2 separate regions of the Capsicum annuum genome follow, and region 1 is linked to region 2. A link is a contact called in public Hi-C data. All regions are on one chromosome and are shown on one strand. Each heading gives the region's core, a stretch centred on a gene start, on an enhancer-like site or on the middle of the called end of the contact. The rest is flanking DNA. Distances are from core to core; before and after follow the strand shown.

Region 1 (4,925 bases), core at 1,944-4,443, 240 kb after region 2:
GACCCTCCTTTAGACAAAATTATCTTTTCACTATTTTTTAATTTATTATTTAATTATTTTTATTATATTAACTAGACTTCTAAAATAGATGGGACTCCTAAAATATATATAAGGAGAATCAATTAATATTTTTCTTTGTATAGATCAATTAGAAAAATACTCCTAGAATAGGATAGAAAAATACTCCTAAAACAGGGCCCTATTAGAGAAATACTTCTATAAATATTGAGATCCACGTTAAACTAGAGAAGAAATTGTTTACTTATTGAGAAAATATGATTGATGTTCATCTAACTTGATTCAATTGCATGACTAGATTGGTGGATGCTTAATTTTCTAACCCTCAACGTTTTCACTATTTTTGTCAACATAATAAGATTCAACGTGTATGGATATATATATATATATATATCTTCTTTATTTTCATTCAAGTCAATCTTTAGTGTCAAAATTTTCGCTCAGACAAGAATTATTTTCATCAAAACTGAAGCTTTGTGATCATTATTGTACTATTTAGTTGTATTTTATAGGTCACAGATGAATTTACAGGTGGTAGATGAATGTCGTCCAGCTTTGAGGAATTTTTTTAGTTAAAGGTTAGATTTATTTGTATTGTTTTCATATCTCAGTTTTGAGAATTTTTTTGTGTAAATGTAAAGTTTAGTTGTATTATTTTGATATCTCTATTGCTGTATTATTTTATTATAGTTTACAGGTGGTAGATGAGTGTCGGACAGCGATACATAAACAATGTACGAAATTGAAAACTAAACTACGATACGAATACGAAAGCTAAAGATAGATAGAGAAGCAATAAGATAGACACGATGCAAGGAATTGAAAGCAAATAAAGGGTGTATCAAAACCCTAAACCCTCAATCAATTAAACCGAACAAAGCACCTAAATATTACATAAACCTCAAGGGAATCGATTCCCAAGCAACCCACGTTTCTAAATAAAAGATCAACACAAGAAAATCCATGCTTGCCTCACACTCTCACAAGTGTTAAAATTAATAATTCAACATAAACTACCTATTAAAATGAAAAGAAGTCCTATTTATAGTCTAGGATAGGTTATTATATCATATAGGCCTAAAAGTGACCCATTTAGGAAAAACAAACACATAGAAGCCCATTAGGCATTTGCTTGAGCATATGGAGCGCACGTGGGGCACATCCCAAGGGTATAATGGGCTTTTTTGACCCGCTCTAGAGGATCTAGAGTAGGTTGGGCGCACCTCCAACGCGGATAGGACAGATCTCCTCTTTTGGGGGATTTCTAGCCTAATTTGGTCTTCCATTTGCCTCTCTAACGCCCCTTCTGTCTCCTTGGTCATCATAATCATCCAATGGATGCCTTTAGATAGCTCTCAATAATTCTTCAAGTGTTATTTGACCCGTAAGCATCTTATCTAGTAACCTGGAGGCCATTTGTCTTGTATCATCCTCCCCTTCTTGAAAATGATTTGACCTCGAATCTAAACCTTGCAAGACTAAAAGAAGGACAAACAAACACAATATCCTCATAGCATGAGGGTTAGAACTATCACATTCAATAATACCATCATGCCAAGGTTGCACATTCTTAAAATATAACCAAGCATCAAAATGATCAACAAAGGATGTATAACCCCACAAAGTAAGAGCTACTTGTTCATTCAAGAGATTTGGACAAAAAGGTATGTTAGAGGAACCATGGTCATCAATCAAACACTCATGAAGGTTCACATGGGTTCCAAATCTCAATAAGCATAAAACCCCTCTATGACTCTCATTTTTGTTGGAGACCCTTCCCTTACACAACTTTGGTCCCTCAAAGAGATTATAAATCTTCAAGAAAGACTCTCCATCATAGGGATAAGTTCCAATCATTTCACCCATGGTTGGAATGCCTTCTTTCCCAAGCACCAAGTGGTGTGGAGAAGAACCACCACATTTAAAATGATCACAGGGGTCAAATGGGTAGAGTGTCCATGGACATGGGTTTAGAAAGCATTTCCCCCCCCCCCCCAAGATTACCGCCAATACAATTATTTGTACCCCTCTATACTAGCGTGATCCTCAATAAAGGCAATTAGAGGGTCATTCTCATTCAATCAACCAACAATCTCAATATCACCATTCACTTGAGGTCCTTTAAACACTTCACAAACCTTCCCAAGTGATGTCTTAGGTTCACACACAAGTCGGTCCTCATGACTTCCACAAGACAATATACTATCACTTATCTCAATGTCTTTAACACTAGGTGGACACAAATCGCTCTTACTAGAAGAGTCAATTTTGTAATCATAAGTATCAACTAGTGTTTCATGCTTTCAAGTTGTACATTATCATCATAAAGTATGGAGATATTAAGCTCACTTAAAGATAAACTATCTTCCACACTTAGTTGGCTACTAGCCTCATTTACTAGAGTACAAGAGTTAGTTTGATTACCTTGAAGTTAGTTTGGAGCATGTCCACTCAAAGAAGCTCGGGAATTTGGTGGATTGGATAAGACGAAGTTAGGGGATTGTAGGTTATCTATTATTTTATCTATCATTCTTGAGAGTGAACTTTCCATGCTTTCCATACTTTGATTTATATCTTGTTTCACACTCATTATAGCCTCCATTATAGCTTCCATGGTAACCTTTCCCAATGTCATATTACCTAGAAAATAAATACTAAACAAAAACAAAGACAACAAAAAAGTTAAAGTTAAAGAGATCAACCTCATAAGCTCTCAAAGTTCACACCTTTTTTTGTCACTCAATTGGCGTCGCAAGCGTTGATAGGTTTTTTGTTTTCCAAGGAGAATGGTTAGTACCAATTGTGGCTTGAGGTAGTAATAGATTCTTGTTTGAAATTGAAAAGAAAAAACTCAAAAATAACTAACGAACTTGAATCTAGAAGGTTCAACAAAAATAAAAGAGAAAAGCACACAAAAACGGATAAGAAAGAATTGAACTCTAGATCTAATTAATCAACTAATAGATCAATTATTAGTTGTTAATTAGTGTTTAAGAATCAAAATATGAAGTTAAGAATCATGAAATGAAGTTAGATTGATGGAACCTTGCAAAAAGTGTGTTGAAAAGGGTGATCTGCGCTTGAAACAAGCCGAAGCGGATCGGGAGCAGATCTAGAGCATATGGGGGCCATCACCAATGCATAAGCTACTATTTTGGGCTGCCCTTGACCCACTTTAGCAGGTTGGGCGCACATCCAAGGCACCTCCAAGGCAGCTCAGCCGAAATGCTTGCACAAGGGGCCAAAATGTACTTGTTGTGGTCCCTTTTTATCTTCTTCTCTTGGAATATTCTTTTAATCTTCAAAGGTGCTCCTGTACTAACACTTTTGTACACTTTTTATTTATCCTTTTTGGATCAAACAACAACTTTTTGCTGAGATTCAACTTGAATATATGAATCATCTCAAGAACACCAAGAACAATTTTGAAAATCCAAAATGCACAACTTCTTTGTTTTGGCTCGGAATTCTACGAAATTTTAACCTTAGGCTCTCATCAACATAAGAAACATATTACATGCATCATTAGCCTTCAAAACATCTACAAAACTTTCAAATTTTCAAATCCACTTGTATTTCCTTCAACCTTTAAAACTGTAAAAATGGTGGATTTTTCAAACTTCTCCAAATGACACCATCTTTTAACCCTAAGATTGTTTCAACCATGGAAACACCTTTCAACTTCTTCGACCTCAAATTTCAACCAAAAATTTTTAGATCTAAGAACCCATTTATTCAAATTTCAAGAAAGCAGTGGTGATTTCTTCTAAATGCACTTCCAAACACACTAAATGACCAAGTTCCAATCTAAATATCCCTAAATGAAACAAATCTAGTGTAGAAACAACAAGAAGGACTCAATAACATAAATTGTTTTGGAGGAGTTTTCTTAAAAATATTTTTGACATACTTTTTTTTAGATAACAAACCCAAAATTGACTTCGTGGGAATGAAATCAAGCTCGGCTTTGGTACCAATTGATACACGAATAATGTATGAGATCAAAAACTAAACTACGATACGAATACAAAAGCTAAAGATAGATAGAGAAGCAATAAGATAGACACAATGCAAGGAATTGAAATCAAATAAAGGGTGTATCAAACCTTAAACCCTCAATCAATTAAACTGGACAAAGCACCTAAATCTTACGTAGATCTCAAGGGAATCGATTCCCAAGAAACCCACGTTTCTAAATAAAAGATCAACACAAGCAAATCCACGCTTGTCTCACACTCTCACAAGTGTTCAAATTCATAATTCAACATAAACTACCTATTAAAATGAAAAGAAGGACTATTTATAGTCCAGGATAGATTATTACATCATATGGGCCCAAAAATGACCCACTTAAGAAAGACAAACACATAGAAGCTCATTAGGCATTTGCTTGAGCATATGGGGCACACTTGGGGCATATCCCAACGGTATAGTGGGTTGTTTTGACCCGCTCTAGCGGATCTAGAGCGGGTTGGGCACACCTCCATAGCGGAGAGGGCGCATCTCCTCTTTCGGGGGCTTTCTAGCCCCATTTAGTCTTTCATTTGCCTCTCTAACGTCCCTTGAGTTTCCTTGGTCATCATAATTATCCAATGAATGCCTTTAGATAGCCCTCAAGAATTCTTCAAGTGTCATTTGACCCTAAGCATCCTCTCTAGAAACTCGGAGGCCATTTGGCTTGTATCAGGCGGCTTGAGAAAACTTTTGTGTAAAGGTTAGATTTAATTATATTATTTTGCTGTCTCTATCATCGTATTATTTTTTTACAGTTTACAGGTGGTAGATGAATGTCGATCGTCTATGAGAAATTTTTCAGTAAAGGTTAGGTTTAATTAAATAAATTCTCCAAAAGATGTTGAATTTAATTATTATATTCATCTTTATTATTTAGAGAAATATCCTATTTA
Region 2 (4,944 bases), core at 1,732-4,231:
TTCTTTTTTCTTGGGATTTACAAAACTTTTGATCCATAGTTTTAAGATCTTGCTCCAATCTAAAAATTTATATGCTCTTGCAAAGAATAAGATGCTATTGAAAACTTCTTGCCTTGAAAAAAAAAACAGTTGAAGAGACCTGCCGACTAATGAACCAAAATAACCGCACATTCAATATAGCATTCGAATTCATGTGCGTTTTAGAACAAGAGGTGTTCGAGCCAGCAGGTCCCTTCAATTTTCAATTATTTCGTGGAATAGTATGATGATATCAACATCAAAAGAGTAGATATTCCAGTAACTATCATCTTTCTCAGCACTCAAAACCTTATATACAAACCTTATATACAAATGCATAATAATAAAGGAGCTATACGTTTTAAACGGTCTCCATCTTTTACTGATACAAAAATTCAGCTACACATCCATGTACGATGAAATCCATCTTTTACTCTGAAAAATATCCAGCTACACATCCATCTACTGCATCAATCCGTGTAGTGTTCCTCGAGTTGGCCTACAATGCCTCTGATAAACACCATAACAAGAGGTTAACACCAGCAACAAGTAATTCATCTAAAGGCAATAAAGATTCAACAAGAAGTGGAAAAAGAAGGCTGAGTCACCATTATGATTAACTTCACTGTGTATGGGATTCAACACTGCTCGAATTATGCAACGGGGTGAGTGATGAGATTGGATAGTAATATCAATGTTACTATCAGTTGGCTACAGAACACAAGCAATATTCTCAAACTAAGCATTCAAGCCATCGATTGACAGCCAAATTGATATAACAAAGTAAGCTTTAGACAAGCTTTGAGTAAGTTCCTTAATTGTCTATGCACCGTTGGTTAGAAGGAAATCAAGGGCTGATGCTTTTATTCAAGAATAGAGGCATGAACAACTCAATGAGACATCAGTGACTTTGCTAAATACCGCACAATAGCAATGGTGATAAATCTTTCTTCATTAGTCACACTACAGACTCCATGTAAAAGAACCTCAAGTTATTTTGATTGATATAAACATTATAGCTCAAGTTGAACAAAATGCTCAAACAGAAACACCAAGCTAAAAAAATCATACTTCCACGAAATGAAACCAAGTTCAATACAAGCAGAAGAGTAAAAGTGTCACCTTTTGATGAAGATGGCAAAATAATAACATTCATATTTGCATTGTTGGGAGGAAGCTGCAAGCGGAGAGGATAAAGCTTCCCGTTCAGAGGACTCTTAGTACACACAGTAATATCTTCAAGCCCCGTTTCCTCTTCCAATCTCTTCCTTAGATCCTCAACACTATTTCCCTTGAAAGTTATGCAAAGTCCCTCTGTTCCCTCTTCAACTTCTCCAAATTCATCCGTCATGTGATAATATATAAGCCTTCCGTCTCCCATCTTAGGCGGCGAATTAACCAAAGAATCACTTGACTGCCAAAAGCGGGAAAAAAAGGGGAGAGATAATTGAGTACCTCATCATAATAATCATCAAATTCACATCTCAAACTAACAGATTCACCAACACTTCTATTTATGTCCTGCAGCATGTGTTAAAAGTAGCTCACTCAAACACCAAAATTTTAAACGGATAATAATAACCATGGTCCATAAGCCAAAAGGGTGAAATATACACATATCCTATAATATGACATTAATATAAGAAATCACCTGTAATGGAGCAATTTTAAATCACAGCTGGAATTAGAGGGATAAATTTAAACTTTTTTCCTGAAATAATTTGCACAATTGAACTAGATTCGGCCACACACCGGGGACTAATAATTCCAGGATTATTAGCTATCCCACATCTAACGCGTGATAGCTAATAGCAAGATTTCTTACAATATTAGCTAAAACTCATAACCAAACTAAACCTGCCCCGCTCCGCTCTGCACATGTCTAAACCTGCCCGCCCCACCCCCACCTCGTTGACATCCCTAACCAAACATGGGATAAATGTAATACCAATTTTTATCCCAGATTAGGATCCAAAGAACCCTCAGAGTCAACATCAAGTGCGTTCCAAAATATAGTGGAAGCATAAAATTAAGATACCTCCTAAGGTGCAAATACGAACATTCTGCCGGAAATCTTATTAGCTCGTTTGGTTGATTAGCTGAACTTTCATACCCACACCTTGTAACCCCAACAACCCCCCAAAAAATAATAAAAAACTGCAAAATCTATATATCATTTTAAAGATCAAAAATTGGAAAATTGAAGTAGTACCTCTTGTCTAGAAAAGCTGAGAGATTTTGAGGACCCAGTAGTAGGAGAACCAGATTCAGAAGCAAACGAATCTGAACTCCTCCCCAACTCCACCGCAGGCGCTGCAGGAACACCATTCGAATGAGGCAATATTTCAACAACATGAATATCCCAAAGCACCCAATCTTGTGTCTTAGTCCTCTGAGGAATATCATGCGTAACAGAATTTCTCCACGGGGGAAGTCCACCATTCCCTCTCAAAAACTGTCCATATCTTGTTCTCAACTTAACTTGTTGCCCTTCCCTAATAGGTTCCCATTCGATGGATGAATCAAGTCTAGCTGGAATCGTCTGAAGCACTTTCCTACCAGTCATACCAAGAAGAAATGGCTGATTTGATGCAGTTAAATATTTTCCATAACAACTCTTTAAACGAATAACGTTATCAGTTTTTGGCACGAACTCGACTGTCCATTTTGCATTTTTTGATGCTCCGTTACGATCTTGTGTTACGGATTCTTCGTCTTCCTCAGCTGTTAAGTACTTGTCATGGTGGCTTTGTAAACGAACAGCTTTTGCTTTGTGGAATAACTCCATTGCTGATGTTTTTGTTATACAAGTTGTCTATCCAAAAACAAGCAACAAATATGAATGAAATTATGATAAATTCTGATAACGGAGAGAATTTTTATTAAACAGCTCTTGACAAAAGCAAACAAGACATGAACCTCTAGTAATTGAGAGGACTTTTATATAGTAATGTTGTAGAATTTTTTTTTTATTGAAGTATGGTGGACGACAGCAATGTTTATGATGGGCGACACGCTTTAAGATAACCGCGTTAAATGTTTGACACGTGAGATTTTTTCCCCCTTTTTTCTGGATTTAACCGAGTGAAGTCTTTTTTATTTTTTTCCTATTTTTAGACGTGGTCAAAATTGGATCTCGTTAAGGAATAGAAAAGAAATAAGTAGTATATACTTTCCTTATTCGGTTAAGTTACTTGAGAAGATAATTATAGTTTTTATCCTTTTTCTTTTTGTATTTAACTGATTGGTGAGGGTTGCAAAAATAGTAAATTGCTCTATCAAAAAATCTATTTGAATAGATTAATAGAATAGATTGAGCTATATTTGGTAGTGTAATTATTTAAATTTTTTATTCCAAAAAATAAAAAAAGTTCTAAAATAAAATAATATGAATGTTAAGAGTAAAACTAGCGGGGCTGCAAAAATAGTAAATTTGCATAACAGAATTGTCTACTATAAATAGATTGAACCCATATTTGGTATTAACAAAATTTATTCTAACTTAAACGTTTTATTCTAAAAATAAAAACAGTTGGAAATTGAGGCTTTTTCAACTGTGAATCAATGAAAAAATTATTTTTAAAAAATAATTTCTACTCATGTCTCCTCAAATCAATTCTCTGAAAAAAAAAGCAGAACAGATTTTAATAGTGTGCCTAATTCTAAGGCCACAGTTGAAATTCTTATCAAAAGCTGTATTTTTGATGAGATAGCTGCTCCTCAAAGTTGAAAATACTTTTAAAATTAGCGGTCTTTTATGACTATAAAAATATGCAATTAAAGAAAAAAAAGTTGATGTTAAATCTTTTTACATAAAGTATATTTTATTTTAATGAAATAATTAAAAAAGAAACAGTATCATGTGAACGTGGTTAGATTAAGTATAATTTTCTTGGATAAACTTTATCGACATCCCTATTTATCTCGTGACTTTTAGTTTGAAGTTTGACTTGCAATACTTAAAATTTTTGTGGTTATCTAAAAATATAAATAACATAAATATCAACTCTTTTGAAAGTAATTATATTTTTTTTATTTTTTTAGTTGATATATACAGAATATTCTATGTATATGTTAAATTTTTGTAATATATTGAGAAAAGTTATTGTTTTCATTTTAAACTATACTTGAAAAATCTAGGACACACCTAAATTATTGGAGTGACTTAATACACACCTAAACTATTTAAAAGTGAAATTTTTTACCCCTTAAATCTGACGTGAAAAAAATATAATTATTTAAATTTAAAAAGACGCGTTTAAATAAAAAAATGAAAAAAATAATTAAAAATTAAAAATTCCCTTCCCCCACCCCCAAACATCTTCTTCTTCATCATCCCTACCCCCAAATCCAACCCCACCCCAACCAACACATCTTTTTCATCACCCCCACCCTCAAACTCCATCTCTACCATCAAATAAGCAATTTCTTCACACCCCATTCTCCACCTTCACCGAATCAATATCAATTTCACCATTAACAAAATTAAATTAAATTTGTTATTTAAACGGGCAAATTTTGAAAACTTTCGTCACACTTCATCAAACACTTGACGAGAATGCTTCCTAATATCATTTTGTATAATTGATTCTAAAATTATCTATTGAATAATAAATTATGCCCATGTAGTATAGTCACGATTAGTAAAAGTTGAGTGTGTCGATCTACTACTAAAATAATTTTCTATCCTTCTTGTCCTTCGCCTCTCTTCTTTACTTTACAACCATTTCTTGTTTATTAAAATCTTCATTAAATGCTTCCTTCTTACTCTGACGAGTTGCCGGACGCCGACGAAGCCCTGCGTAAACCTCCCAAATCCAACAACAATGACTTTATCAAGAATGTTGTAACCAATTTTCAGTATCAGATTTCTACTCACTCAAGATTCTGGCTTTTTACTTCTTCTTCTTTTTTCCAACTGGTAGT

What was found. A called contact is a pair of places that touch in the nucleus more often than the background predicts.
Region 1: a Hi-C map of placenta shows a contact between it and region 2, with 4 times the contacts expected there. The contact joins two enhancer-like sites. A contact is called at or near these places in 2 of 5 Hi-C or Micro-C datasets (leaf and placenta).

Annotation. Positions count from the first base shown.
Region 1 is chr11:32,549,893-32,554,817 of UCD10Xv1.1, forward strand. No RefSeq gene overlaps it. Among protein-coding and RNA genes, the nearest start is that of LOC107846561, 65 kb to the right of the region's middle. Within about 2 kb of position 3,194, at least 1 of the 5 cell types and tissues checked has an H3K27ac peak or open chromatin away from gene starts, as enhancers often do.
Region 2 is chr11:32,314,705-32,319,648 of UCD10Xv1.1, forward strand. LOC107847556 reads right to left here. Exons shown (of 5, transcript XM_016691888.2): 3 at 2,231-2,833; 4 at 1,141-1,432; 5 at 293-528. The coding sequence ends at 518. Among protein-coding and RNA genes, the nearest start is that of LOC107847556, 10 kb to the right of the region's middle. Within about 2 kb of position 2,982, at least 5 of the 5 cell types and tissues checked have an H3K27ac peak or open chromatin away from gene starts, as enhancers often do.